Regions from separate parts of the Mus musculus genome. Here region 2 is linked to region 1. A link is a contact called in public Hi-C data. All regions are on one chromosome and are shown on one strand. Each heading gives the region's core, a stretch centred on a gene start, on an enhancer-like site or on the middle of the called end of the contact. The rest is flanking DNA. Distances are from core to core; before and after follow the strand shown.

Evidence for each region. A called contact is a pair of places that touch in the nucleus more often than the background predicts.
Region 2: a Hi-C map of bone marrow-derived macrophages shows a contact between it and region 1, with 49 read pairs. The contact joins two enhancer-like sites. A contact is called at or near these places in 4 of 39 promoter capture datasets (embryonic stem cells, epiblast stem cells, hippocampal neurons and 1 more), 2 of 15 datasets of contacts at CTCF or cohesin (CD8 T cells and the NIH/3T3 cell line), 8 of 484 Hi-C or Micro-C datasets (the C2C12 cell line, the N1E-115 cell line, bone marrow-derived macrophages and 4 more), 19 of 115 datasets of contacts at active chromatin or transcription factors (DN3 thymocytes, the HPC-7 cell line, the NIH/3T3 cell line and 11 more) and 3 of 9 other capture datasets (adipose tissue, liver and pancreatic islet).

Annotation. Positions count from the first base shown.
Region 1 is chr8:107,484,724-107,492,098 of GRCm38.p6, reverse strand. It overlaps Wwp2 (WW domain containing E3 ubiquitin protein ligase 2), which reads right to left. Exons shown (of 24, transcript NM_025830.4): 6 at 6,457-6,553. Among named protein-coding and RNA genes, the nearest start is that of Gm51547, 17 kb to the left of the region's middle. Within about 2 kb of position 2,023, at least 97 of the 459 cell types and tissues checked have an H3K27ac peak or open chromatin away from gene starts, as enhancers often do. A contact at or near this core is called in the HPC-7 cell line, adipose tissue, bone marrow-derived macrophages and 1 more, where this site is marked.
Region 2 is chr8:107,557,941-107,565,348 of GRCm38.p6, reverse strand. It overlaps Wwp2 (WW domain containing E3 ubiquitin protein ligase 2), which reads right to left. Exons shown (of 24, transcript NM_025830.4): 24 at 6,059-7,408. Among named protein-coding and RNA genes, the nearest start is that of Mir140, 10 kb to the right of the region's middle. Within about 2 kb of position 4,013, at least 126 of the 459 cell types and tissues checked have an H3K27ac peak or open chromatin away from gene starts, as enhancers often do. A contact at or near this core is called in the HPC-7 cell line, adipose tissue, bone marrow-derived macrophages and 1 more, where this site is marked.

The DNA of each region.
Region 1 (7,375 bases), core at 774-3,273:
CTGGCCTCTGGTGCTGCTGGTTTGGGGGACAGAGTAGGTTTCACCACAGGGTGGCATGGGAGCTATGCTATGGAACCTGCTGGCCACAGACTGACAAGGGGCAGACTGGCAGGGAAGGAGCATGACTCAAAGGGCTTTGTCACAGATACTAAAGTTCCCAAGACCAAAAAAAAAAGTCAGCCAGGTGGTGGCATGTGCCTTTAATTCTGGCACTTGTGAGACAGAGGGCAGGTAAGCAGAGCTTTGAGCCAGCCTGGTCTATATAGTGAATTTCAGGACAGCCAGAGCTACACAGTGAGACCCTGTCTTAGGGGGTAAAAGTGTACATTTCTTTGAGGACCAGAAATCCTATCAGTTGGTTTCTGATTTTAGTCTTAAATGTACAGTGCCGGGCATTCCCACATAGCTCCCCTCTCGCAGGCACCAGAGGACTCCCAGCCTCCCTTTTGGGAAAGTTCTGTGTATAAAGGCTGCACTGCTGAGAAGCCAATGCTAACTGCAGCTTTATTCATAGTTAGCAAAACTTAGGATCAACTAAGGTACGCTTCAGTAAGTGAGTAGATAAATCAAACATGCTGGATGCAAACACTGAAATACTATTCAGTATTCAACGGAAATCAACTGTACTCTGAGTCAATGAAACCAGTGTGAAAGTGGCCCCACAGTGCACAGAATTCCAGGAAAGGAAAACTATAAAGAAGTGAAAGGACCAGTGCCAGAGCCAGGGAGAGCAAGGAGGGCTGACTAAATGAAACACATGAGGCTGTAACGGTGGACACACACCATGAATTCGTCAAAACCCTCAGAATGGACATCACCAAGCCAGAGCCCTAGCATAAACAATTGCCTCTGAGTGAGAACAGTGTGTCACCAGCCTCCCTCAAACATAGGCTGATCAAGGGCTGCAAAGGTGAATAAGGACTTCTGTGCTCCTGCCAATTCTGCTGGGAACGTAAAATGGCTCTTATAAAAACAAACCAGATGACAGCAGGGGCTTTTGGGTTCAGGCTTTTGGGTTAGGGCTGCTACAGCAATCACCCCCATGGAGTATGACCAAAGGACTCCTGTCCCTGAGTAAGCCAAGCTCTCTTATTTTCTCTATCTTTGTCCATGCAGAGCACTCTGCATAGAGGGACATCCCTGTTCCCCACTTCACTAGATCAGCAAACTCTTTCAAAGTATCTTTGAATGTTCCACTCTTGGCTGTGTACACACTGGCACATCAATAGTCCTGGCACTTGGGTTTGTTCACACTATGGGTATGCTGATGTATAAACACTTGGTGTGTACACACTAGCACTTGTGGTTGTTGCCCAGTGTCTTGTTACAACATCCTCGGTATCAGGTTCTGTGCCTTTCTATATTTTTGTCGCCATGACTTCTGTGAGTCTGGCTTTCCTTACCCTCAGTCCTACTCAGCTTTTTGGGCCACACTACCTCTCCCTTGGCTCCTTTCCTACAGAGGAAATGTCAAATAGCTAGTTCTAAAATAAACAGATATAAATAAGTAAATGTACAGTGTCACTTTTACTAAGAGATAACTGGTGCATCAACGTGCATATTTAGATGGTACCAATCTTCATAATTACTTTTGAAAATGCCCCAAATGCTTGTCCATGATCTCAACAGCTCAGAAGACAGCCTGAAGACTCCCTGGGAGCAGGGACTGCGTCTGTCACTGCTGAATGATGAATCTGCATGTACACAGATTCCTTTCTTCTTTCCAGCGTCACTAATGAGAATGAGACCATAGCCAGCTTTTAAGGGGAAGCATAAAGGTGCTAAACTCTATTTCATTTCAGGCTGACAAGGGAACATCTCCAGGTCAGCTTTGGTCAGCTCCATGGAAGAAGGAGTGGCAGTAGCCAGCAGAGACTGGAGAATGGCTCAGGTCCCAAAGCGCCTCTCTCCCTGTCAGCTTTGCTTCCCCATTCTCCCTTAGGCCACCCCCCCACCCCCCGGGCTTCCCAGCAGACTCACACCCGTCTGAGTTTATTTGTCTTTCCTTTCTGGGATCCGCTGTCTGCAGACACAGCCCATGAGCTATTCAGAGCTCACCAGAGGCTCTGGGCTGTACAGGCTTCCCAGAATACAGCTCTTTCCAGTCTTGGGGGAGGGGGGTTACTAATGCCAAGTCAAGGGAGCTAATAAATCTAAGAGGTTTTCGTCATAGCAAGACAAAAAAGAAGGGTCACAGAGGGAGACAGAAAACCACTACCAGGATGTCCTAAAACGGCCATAGTTAGAATGTCACTGTGAAGAACATGTTCAAATGCTATCTGGAGGGCCCTGAGGAAATCCAAGGCCTTAGGACCTTTATCTCTCACGCATGCACAACACATATGAAGTGCTGAGAGTATAGCTTATAGCTAGAGTGCCCGCCTGACATGGTCAAGGCTCTAGGTTCAGCTCCCAGCATCAGAAAGCATTCACATCCACTATATTCAAAATAAACTGATACAGACATGACAAAGGAAAATACGCTGAGCCCCACACCCAGCTTCCTAACCACGATCCCTTGCAGAGACCTTCTAATGAAAAGCTCCACCAGGCCTGGTGACACAGGCCTGTAAATCCAACTATTCGGGAGGCTGAGGCAGGAGATCACAAGTTCAAGGCCACCCCCGTAGAAGAGTGAATTGAAGGCCAACCTAGACAACTCAGGTGACTGGGGTACATACAGATCAAGAGCACAGCACCTGCCTACAGTATGTCAAACATTTAATTCCATCCCTAACACTATGGGGGAAACTAACAATTTCATGAAACTAAAAGGAAATAAAGACTCGATTCTTTTATGCTGACTCATTTCCTTATCTAGGAACCTTCCCAGAGGTTCACATCCAAGGCCCCACAAGGTTGGGCTGAGAAGGAAAAGGGCCCACACGGACAGTACACCGACTGGGTTCCCTCCCACCACTCACCTCACACAACACAGAAGAAGAAAGAAGAGAGAGGATCACAGGTGATCCAGAAACAGCACACCACAAAGGAAGCCAGACTTTCTTGGCTTTCCTATTCCAGCCTGGAGTTTCGAGACCATTTCTAACCTCTAGGAGACCCTAAGGAAGGCTGCAGCACTGGGGGTCACCCTTTCTACTCAGTCCCTCTTCCCTCTGCGCACATTCCACTGGGTCTCCTTAGCGCCTAGGATCAGTGGCACTGTCCTGAACATGTGGACAAAGGAAACCCTCCTAGTCCACTCTGCTCACTGCCCTGCCACGCTGGCTTCCTCTCCTGCATGTGTCTGCCGGCTCCATGAGCTCCCTCACATCACTAAGACTGAACTCACTATAGAGAGAGGGGACCCTGCATGATGGTGCACAGTACCAAGGACATGGGAGTCCTTCCCAACCTAGCTGGCAAGTGTCCAAAGCCAGCCTTGTTCCAGCAACAGAAACAAACCATGAATGTCCTTCTATGCTCTCCCCAGGCCTTCACCATATACCAGCTCCTCCACGGGCATGAAACGCTGCATATATATATATATATATATATATATATATATATATATATATATACAGTGCATGCCAATGCATATACAGTGCATGCCAATGTGCACAAGCCTGGGGCAACTCATACTTGTTTCTTCCCTAATCAAATATGAAATGGCGTGTAACCAGCCCTCTCAGGCCACCAAGATTAAGGATGTTACCTGGAGGGGGCAGGCTGTCACCTGGACCCTAAGTCCCACAGGGTGTCCTAAGAGGCCAGCATGGAGCACCCCCTAGAACCACTCTACCCGATTACACGTGTAAACCAGGCAGAAAAGACCTAAGCAGCTATTACAGAACCTTTGAGCATCTAGAATCCTCTAGAATCCTCTAGAATCCTCTAGAACCCAGCACCCCGCAGCCCAGCATGTAATGAACAGAGCATGGCCTGAGACTTCTTCTGAAGCCTTTCATTAGTATCCCTGTCTCCTCCTCCAAAGTCAACGGTTCTTCTGATTTCACGATTATTTGTTCCCATCCATTTTATTTTATTTGTTTTGTTTTGTTTTTATTGGAACATAGTCTCCTTGTATTTCTCAGGCTAGCCTCGTGGCTCTAGTGATCCTCCTGCCTTAGCCTTCCACAGTAGCAGGGGCTACAAGTACATGTCATAGAACCCCACTTTTCTCAATCATTTTTTTCTATTTTTACCTATAAAGGTATCAATTAAAAAGGTATTTGTCAGGCTTGGTGAGATGGCTCAGCAAGTTAAGGCCCTCATCACCAAGCCGGGTAACCTGAGTGGGATGCCTAGGACCGATACGTTGGGATCCAGAGAATAATCCTCTGACCTCCACAGGAGAACTAGGCACTCACATACACACACAAAATATAGAGAGAAACAAATAAATATGTGGTTTTTATTAAAAAATATTGTTGGGCTGGAGAGATGGCTTAGCGGTTAAGAGCACTGACTGCTCTTCCAGAGGTCCTGAGTTCAAATCCCAGCAACCACATGGTGGCTCACAACAACCTGTAATGGGATCTGGTGCCCTCTCTGGTGTGTCCAAAGAAAGCTACAGTGTACTCATATACAAAGTAAATTAATTAATCTTTAAAAGAAAAAAGATATTGTTAATCCAGATGTGGTGAACACATGTGTACAGTTTCAGCAGCTGGGAGGTAAAAGGATGAAGAGTTCAAGGCCAGCCTGTCCCAAAAGAAAGGAAAGATTACAGAATCTAATAAAATACCACACACACACACACACACACACACACACACACACACACACACACATATGCAGGTACATATGTATGATAGCCAGAGAATAACTTTCAATGTCTTCTCCAGGAATGCTTTCTGCCCCCTTTAAAACAGTCTTCCAGCTGGGTGTGGTGGCTCGTACCTTAAATCCCAGCACTTGGGAGGCAGAGGCAGGCGGATTTCTGAGTTCAAAGCCAACCTGGTCTACAGAGTGAGTTCTAGGACAGAGAACCTCTGTCTCGAAAAACCAAACCAAACCAAACCAAACCAAACCAAACCAAAACCAACCAAACCAAACCAAACCAAACAAACAAAAAAACCCAAAACAGAGTCTTCCAGTGATGCCCATCAGGTGGGCTAGGCTGGCTGGTCAGCACGCCCAGAGACCTCCTGCAGCAGCTCGTCCTCCACTGCCACCACCGTCACTGAGAGTACAAGGATTTTTATGAGGGTGCTGAGTTTGAACTTGATTGAGTCATCCTTTGAGCATCAAATTCAGTGGTATCAGTATGTTAGACCCAAAGTTGCCAAGGAAGCCAAAGAAAGTAGTTATGAAGCACTAGTGCAGAGAAAGCATTTTTGTAAGGGAGAGATTCCGAGGCACCCCAGCTTGAGCTGGCTCCCACTGAGGAGATTCTGTTCCCCTCAGCTCTAGACTACTCATTTACTGATGTACTACTTGCCCAGCATATGACAGGGCCTAACTATATACTACATCCTACAAGCCATCTAGCACAGCAAGTCACTGACTGTGACTGGTCTTCAGTGTGAGGAGATCCTTTGTACACACTCAAGAGAAGTGAGGCCAGGGAGACAGACCTCAGCTTCTAGTGAAACCGGGGCTCAAAGGGCAAATGCCCAAACATCCACTTGCTCTTGCAGTCAATAAGCTCTGGTCACCTTAAAAGCATAAACAAACCAATTCAAAAGCTGATTTCTGCTCTCAAGGGGATCTGTCAGATGCTGGGTACTGGTTAGAACACAACTCTATTTCCCAAAAGCATTATTCTGTACCCTCTGGGACTTACCTGGGAAGATTTCTAACAAAAATCTGCCCATTGTAAGAAGATAATTTTTATAAGTACACTCATATAATTCTCTTCCTGAAAATGTCTGTGAATTTCATACATTGTAATGAACACATCATCCTCTTCCTCCTCCTTTCCTTCCTCCCCCTCCTCCTCCTCCACCTCTCAAATACATTTAAAACCATTCTCTTGCCTAGGAATTCAGTTGCCATGGAAATGAGTTTAGAGCACTAATACAGGTTATAAGGAGAAATAATAAGCAGAATTACATCATCCCCAATAGGCATAACAAGTATGAACGAGCTCAGACTCTCAGCATAGAAGATGTTAACCAATATGCCAAAGGAAACCATCAGCCCCCCCCCCAGAAAGAAACGCAGTCAGAAAACCCCACATCCAAAGAAGCATGACCACCAGGCATCGCGACCGCCAGAGTCCCTAACTGATAAGAGGTCACGCTCTGCTCAATAGGTCTCCCTCACCCACAAGGCTGACCACCAGCCCAGTCACTGTCAGACACTGCTGCCTCTCCTAAGAATGCGAGTGCTGCGCTCCCTCCAGAACACCTTAGCAGTCACTGTCAGACACTGCTGCCTCTCCCTCCAGAACACCTTAGCAGTCTAGAGCAGGAAAAGGAAATTTCCAGGTTTCTGAATGAACAGTTCCCTGCCACTAGCTAGTGCATTTCCCATAACTTCAGGGCCGTCTCACCAACAAGGGCTACTTACCGGGATCTGCCACCAAAGCAGTTTGTACTGGGGGGCTGGTGCCGGGTCTCTGGAGCTATAGCAGTCCCACTGGATTCTCTTGAAGGTGGCTGTGATCCTGGAGAATGGAACAATCACAAGAAAGGATAGAAATGCTGAGAGAATCGGCCCTTGTTTGAGAGCTACCCACCAGGCAGAGAATTCCCTCTGTATTTTAGGAGTTACCCACCATGATGGGACAGGGACAACTTGGCAGCTGTAGCCTCTGGTACAAAGAATAGGGATTATCATCTGAGATCACACAGTTGGAACTCAAATTTGGGAAACAGTGCCTCTTCTCCAAGACATCCCAGATGCTAACACACAGTCCTGCCTTATCCATCATGAACTTCAGCCTCTCTAAGGTGGGGGCCAAGTGAGTGCATGAAATGAGAAAATTTTCACAATGCAAACAGAGCTTGTAAAGCCAAAGTAGATCAAGTCACTCTTTATCTAAAAGGCCCTGCAAACAGCTAGGTAAGGCTAAGACAAGATATCACAGTAAGGCAGTTTGGGTGACAGTGAGATCAAGGCCCATCTGAGCTATACAATAAGATCTTATCTCAAGAAAAAATTATGCAGATATGGAACTGGCAGGATAATTCAGTGGTTAAAAGCAATTGCTGTTTACAGAGGACAAAAGTTCTGATCCCAGCACCCAAATGAAGTAAGTGGCTCACAACCATCTGTAATCCAAGCTCCAGAGTTCTTCCTTCTGGACGCTGGGGACACCCACATATACACCATATACACACATACACACCACAAAATAATTAAAGTAAATCTTTAAAAATTATGTATATTTGTATAACATAAAGGCAGAAGTGAAAGTCTGAAAACCAAGAGAACTAACTAGAAAAATAATAAGGAGAAGGTGAAGGAGCCCAGGTAGAACATGCAC
Region 2 (7,408 bases), core at 2,764-5,263, 71 kb before region 1:
GTCAGCAACTCCAACCACAGCTTACCTGGGACCTCTGCTCAGAGTTGGTCACGGGCTGCAATCCAGCTGCCCACTGGGCTGTTGGCGTCTGAAGGGTCAAGGGGCAAAGGAGCCAGTTACACGTTCATGTGACCATTAGCAGGATCCAAGGGCTCCTGGGCTCCTGGGCATCCTTTCTCTTTTGCTAGCTAGTTGACAGGAATCGGCCCTCCATTGTTTGCCACGAGGGTACTCCACTGCACCAGTCTCATTCTTAGAGTGCTAAGGAAAGGTAATGAGGAGGATGGGCTGGGAACCAGGCCACAGGTGTCTGAGATTTAATTCCAGCCAGGACATCCCATTACTGTTATTGTGGTGTGTTGGCTGCAAACAGGTGCTAAACGAGTCCACACGCAAGGAAAGAGTCATTTCACAGAGCTGTGAGCATCGGGAAGAGAGCATTGAGGACCGCCTAACAAGTCCGCCTGCCCCAGGGGTACATCAGCAGAGGGCCACCAGGATGGCTCAGGGAATTGAAGAAGCCCCTTAGTTGGGGTCTCTACTGTGATAAAAACACAATGACTGAAAGCAATGTGAAGAAAGGGCTTATTTCAGCTTACAACTCTCAGGTTACATTCCATCACTGAGGGAAGTCAGGGCAGGAACTCAAGGCAGGAACCTGAAGTCAAGAATAGAAGCCATGGGCTGGCGAGATGGCTCAGTAGGTAAGAGCACTGACTGCTCCTCTGAAGGTCCCGAGTTCAAATCCCGGCAACCACATGGTGGCTCACAACCACCCATAATGAGACCTGATGCCCTCTTCTGGTGTGTCTGAGGTCAGCTACAGTGTACTCACATATAATAATAAATAAATCTTAAAAAAAAAAAAAAAAGAATAGAAGCCATGTCTCTTCTTCCACACTGAGCTAACTTTTCAGTATCTTTGTGCTTCCCCATAGGTCTGATCTCACCTATTCTGTTTATGGCTGGATACTTCAGTACCTGTCTCCAGTGAATCTAAAGTTCATCCTCGGTGGCGTTCCCGCCTGTGAGGAGAAGCCACCGAGCTACCTCCTTCCAGAACGTTCCAGGTTTCACTCCTTTATTAGTTGGCAGTTTCTAGCAATCCCTTCCTTCTCCTGGGCTTCATTTATTATTACCTTAGTTCATGTCCTTTCTTTTCCTTTAGACTCTTCTTTCTTTAGATTCACATCTCTTGTCACAGGTACTAAGTTAAACCAGTCCTTAATGTAGGCCCTAATTTTTTGCAACCTACTTTTTTTTTGTACAGCATCAAGGCATATCAAATTTTATTTTGTACATCATTGAGACAGATTTTGCCTCCTTAAGCATCCTGATTGGCTTGTTTGTAGCTTCAAATGAATCACCCTGAATATAGCTTTCATGTTGACCTTTGCTGAGTAGTTTATATCTCAGTGTGATGTATGAGGATCAAGAGTCAAAGCCCAGTGTCTTAAGGGATGCCTTGCAGCCCGGCACCAGTAGAAGCAACTCATGGTTGGAACCTTTAACCCTGGGATACCCTACTTCTTTTAGTGCTGTAAATTCTTAGCTAGACCAAAGGGTCCCACTATGAGTCTCTCCCTTCTTCTATCTTTGATATTTTAATTTAATTACAGTATCTCTTCCATCCCTTCCATCCCCCAAGCCCTCCATATATACCATTTTGCTCTCCTTCACATTCACGGCCTCTTATTTTTCACATTCATTGTTATTGCACACATATTTGTATGAATACACTTTATTTATTTATTTATTTATTTATTTATTTATTGGTTTTTCCAGACAGGGTTTCCCTGGCTGTCCTGGAACTCACTTTGTAGACCAGGCTGGCTTCAAACTCAGAAATCTGCCTGCCTCTGCCTCCCAAGTGCTGGGATTAAAGGCATGCGCCACCACGCCCAGCTTGTATGAAAAAAAAAAATATATATATATATAAAAGAATAGAAGCCGTGAAGGAACACAACCTGCTTATACTGTCCAGGACCACCTGCCCAAGGGTCATACTGCCTACGATGGGCTGGACCGTCCCACATTCGTCATTAGACAAGAAGATGCCCCACAGACTTACCCAATCTTATCTATGGAGGTGTTTTCCCTACTGTGTCTAAGCTCACGTCAAGTTGATAAAAACCAGCCTTTATCTGCCACGTCTGTAGACCTGAGCTCTACCCCTAAGTAGCACAAATGTATAGAAAGGTGTTTGAAAGACATTCCAGGGTAAGCAGCGACAGGTGGTAGGGATTTCTCAAGTCTGACAATGAGGACAATGTTATCGGGGAATGCAAAAACAAAGCATTTCCCGGTTTTTGCTGTTGCTGGTTTGTTGAGGCAGGTCTCGTGTAGCCCAGGCTAGCCTTTAAATCAGTTATGTAGCTGAAGATGCTTTTAACAGCGGAAGGAATTACAGGTGCACCCAAGCACACCTGTTCTTTTTATTGTTGACATTTTGAGACAGACACCTGCTATATGGCCCATGCAACATTGGACTATATAGGCTAGACTAACGGTAAGCCCCAGTCCTTCTGCCACAGTACCCTGAGTGCACACACATACTGTGTATGTGACAATAAAGAATGGACTTGAGGCGGGATCACAGGAGTGGGAGAGAAAGTAATGAGACAATGTGCTCATGTTTAAAGTCTAAAAAAAAAAAAACAAAAAACAAAAAACCTCAGTAACAAGAGAAAAAACAACCCAAACTAAACAAACAATAAAAACACCCTGAAATTTATATCCAGTAGACAGCAACCCCCTTCCCCCACTCTTGGCAATTACTATTTACTTTTTATCTGCAGTTCTGGCCACTTCATATAAATGGAACCTTCGTGTTTTTCTTTTTGTGGTTTGCTTGTGTCACTTGGTTGCTACAATGAAGACATTGGAATGGGAGCTGAGGATGTAGCTCCGTTGATATTGCGTGTGCTTGCCTATTATTCACAAAGCCCAGAGCTCAGCCCCCAGCCTCTGTTGTGCAAGCCCAGCACTTGGAAGCCGAGGGAGGGAAAAACAAAGGTCAAGGTCATTCTCGGCTCGCTAGCAAGTTCAAGGCCAGCCTGGGATCCCTGAGACCCTGCACGGAAGAGGGCGAGTGGAGCAGGGGAAACAGCTTAGGAGGTAAAGGCGCTTGCCACCAAGGCTGATTTTGATTTGATTGATTCTCTGAACCCACCTGCAAGTTGTCCTCTGACCTCCACACTTATGCAAGGGCATGGGTGCCCCCTCCCCCCATAAATTAGTTTAAAATGTAACAAAAATCTTATAAATCTGTTACACCTGCCAAGGCATGTGCTCCTGACGTCATCACTCTTGAGGTGAAGGCAGGAGAAGCAGCTGTTCAAAGCCAGCCTCAGCTACGGAACAAGTTTGGGGTTAACCTGGGTTAACCTGAATGAGCGCTTGTCTCAAAAATGAACAGGGCTGGGGAGGTGTCTCAGTGGGTCAGAATGCTTGAGGACCTGAGCCTGAATGTCCAGCACCCATGCAAAAAGCTTGAATGGCTGCTCAGAACTTGCCGCCCCAGCATTGAGAGGCAGAGACAGGCAGATGTGGGAGCTGGCCGGCTGGCCAACCTGCTTTGCTAAAACAGCTTCTGGCTCCATGACAGCCCATCTCAAACCAGCAACTGTGCGGAGCTGCAGCGGGAGACACTTGCTCTGTCCACAGCATGTGCACATACAGGGGCTTGCAGCCTAGTACTCACATGTACCCCCCACCCCCATGCACAGAGAGTTACAACAAAGCCGAAAGAAATCAAACCGAGGCTTCCAAAATGGCACAGCAAATTCTTGCTTCACTTTTCTGATGTAAATAACAATAAAGCCGCACAAAATAGAAGCCCAGTTTAAAGCCTAGATCTCGATGCTTTCGGTCAGAGGCTGACTGTGCAAAGCACTAAGCAAGGCTCAAACTGGGGAAACGGGAAGCATTTATAACGTGCTGCTACACAGCGTAAGTAAGGGTAATCGGAAGACAGGAAAGGGAAACCAGACACTGTAGCCCATGCCTGACGAGGTCACGAGTGTGTGTGGGGCACAGTAAAGAAACTGCTGACGTGACCTCTCCATTAAAGACGATTAGAAAGCATCTGGGAAGAAATGAAAGCAGATGGGACATGGCCAGAGTTAGGAAGCAGGAGAGAAGGCACGGGGGTGGGGTGGGGGTGGTGGTAGTGGGGTGGTGGGGAAGGTGGAGAGGAGAGGGGAAGGGAGAGAGAGTGCACACCAGAGAGCAGAGACTAGAAAATACTGAGAGCACACGTCGGGAGGGTTCTAAGTACGAAGAGTAGCTGTGGCGAGGGACAACCTTTGAGGGTGGAACACTCATTTCACAAGTCCCAGAGGTTTTCATTTCTCCACCAGAAGTCATCTGGAGGGCCTGAGACCTAACAATGGGGAGTTGCTGGTGTGGTGACAGGTCTGAATAGCTCCAGTACTGAAAGCAACTGACTGGGACCAAAATGGCTGAGGGACCAAAGAGTGTTGGGGACCTTTGGGCACAGACCATTTGTGTGTCTGAATTTGAACATTTTACATTTTTAAAACAAAAGTGTGCTTGGGTATGGGTGTATGTGTGTGTTTGTGTGTCTGCTATCCCAGTGGTTGGGACAGAGCAAGAGGATCAAGCCCCAAGCTGTGCCTCACGGCAAGAACTGTCTCAAAACCTAAGAAACCCTCCTGTGCACACCAATCTAGCTTCCAGGAGTGTCTCCTAGGGGCCCGCCTGAGGTCATAGGACAAAGCTACGCAGACACTGGCAAGCGGCTGGACCATCAGCGCGCAGCTCACCTCAGGAATGCAATGGGTCTGCTACAGAACATTCACGGTATGAATGACACGTGACAGTGAAGGAATGAAACCCATGGTGACCAACATGAGAAGTGCCACCCACATCTCATTAATGAAAGAAGTCACTCAACAGCTTGGCACCATAGAGGCAGAATGCTGTGGAGTTTGGCACTACCCTGGTCTACATAGTGAGTTCCCAGACAGCCAGGCTATATAGTGTGATCCTATCTCAAGAAAACAAAACAACAAAAACTTTACTATGAAACTTTTGTGTATCAGGTGAAAGTTCCTCATAATTTTATCAAAATATAATGTTTCCTCAGCAAGTGGGAAAAGAACCCTTTGGAAGGGCAAAGAGCTAGGTTTTGTGTACTTAGCTAGAACACAGACCTGTTTTTAAGTCCTCACGCCCCAAAATAAGACGGGGGTGGGGGAATGAGAAAGGGAGAAGGCTTTGGAACTGACAGAGGTGAACTGGTCAGTAAAACTGCAAGGCAGCCAGTCTCTGTCTCCTGGAATCAACACAGAACGTGGGAGTCATTTGATATCTAGGCATCCGATGGTGGTCTAGCTCATGCATGTTTGGCTTTAAAAAACTCTTTTGATACAAGTATGTTTTGTCTGCATGTATGTATGTGCATCGTGTGTGTGTGTGTGTGTGGTGCCTGTAGAGATCAAAAGAGGGCCATATATCCCTTGGAACTTCAGTAATAGATGTCGAGCACTATGTGGATGCTGAGAACTTAACCAGGGTCCTCTGCAAGACATAAACACTCTTAACTACTGCGCCCTATCTACTCCCTTCTGTCTTTTGTATTTATTTACTGAGGCAGGGGCATTCTGTGTAGCCTAGCCTCAAACTTGAAGCAGTCCTCCCACCTCAGCTTTCTTTCTTTCTTTTTTTGTTTGTTTAAGGACAGCATTTTATTGCTACCAGAGGCTTTATCAGCAGTACATGGTCTGACTGCAGTGCCTTCAGTCTGCAAAGGGAGCTCAGGGTCCAGACGCTGCTCAGAGAGAAACAAGGGAATAACTCCTTATCAAGAAAATCCTAATGGCATAATATGAAACTAGGGTACTGAATTAAATTATAAGTTACAGACTCAAATCAGGGCTGCCCCAGTATCTAGACAGTTGCTTCTACTGATTATAAATGAGCAAGAACAGATCAGTTACAAAAAATTACGTGTATATTACATCCATGTTTCTTTGGTGAACACCTGGATATATTAACCTTATCAGAAATTCTTTTATATAAATGTCAAAAATGCTTAAAATGTCCTAATTATGTGCCATTTTATTAAGCTTCAAGATAAACAAAAAAAGGACAATAATAATTTTAAACTAAAAACTGAAATGAGACACACAAAAAAAGAGAACTTTTCCTACTGCCACTGATTCATGGGAATAGCTTCAAAGTGCCCTTTTCAAACTAACATACTTGAACTGTGGATTAAACATGGCTGCCACACAAAGATAATTTACTTACTGAATTAGTTTAAAAGAAAACCACCTCAGCTTTCTAAATGCTAGGATTGTAAGCATGTGTTACCATACCCAGCTCCATCTTTGAAGCCTCACCAGTCAAAACAATTGAGTGGTAAGAAAGGTATGACCCTGAATTCAGCATCAGGGAACCCCTTGTCATGGGCTCATGCAACCTGAGCCATTTCCTGAATGGATGGCAGCCCTACCCAAATCTCAGCTCTCCTGTTCCAAAATGCACAACCGGTGTAGAGAGAGTATGACACCGTGACCAGAGGTCACTCGCCTCAGCTAGAAGGACTACCATCTATTCCAGAAGTCAGGCTACCTTGGTTACTGGTACTCAAACTCGCAAAGGCAGCAAGGCTGGAGCACTATTGTTGTGGAGATTCTCTTGGTCTGGAGATTCTAGAGGACCTGTGGGAATGGAAGACTCTTCCTGCAACAGAATGTGTATAAACAGCTACACTGACACCACCCATGGCTGCTGATTCTTTATTGCACAAGAAACTGGCAATACCGAGGCAGGGCAAGCATCACAAAACAATCTGTCAACCAACTTGGTGCTAGCTAGCACGGGCCTCTCTGTACACACTTCTGCTACACACTCACGCATGTGCGAACGCGTGCACACACACACACACACCTGTGAGCCTGATGCTTCCATCCTTGCTGGCATCTGGTCCCACACCCAGCCATGAAGCAGCCTTTGTGATGTATGTCGGGAGTCCTGAGGTGACTGCATGGGAGAGGAAGGGGTGTGCGACAGTGAGCAGAGCCACTCAGATCAGCATGTGCAGTGTGCCAGGGTCACAGGCTGTACCAGGGAAGGACAAAGGTAGGATGGAACTGTCCTCAGAAGGCCCCATGACTAGTTTGAGAGCATGCCTGGGGTGTCCCAGAGCTAGTGTATCTTGGGAAGCCTGGATGAGGAGTGTGTCGCTATAACCACTCTGGTACCCAAGAGGGGCTGGGCACCTACTCGGGACACTGTCAGGAGCTCCCCAAATGAAGCCAGGCTAATGAGGCAGCTCAGGCCCTTCTGCTGGCTCTTAGTGTCTTCTTCCACAGTCAAATAAAGCCTCATGCTCACATAGCACAAACACTCGGCCAGGCAAGATGCTCTCTCCATTTTA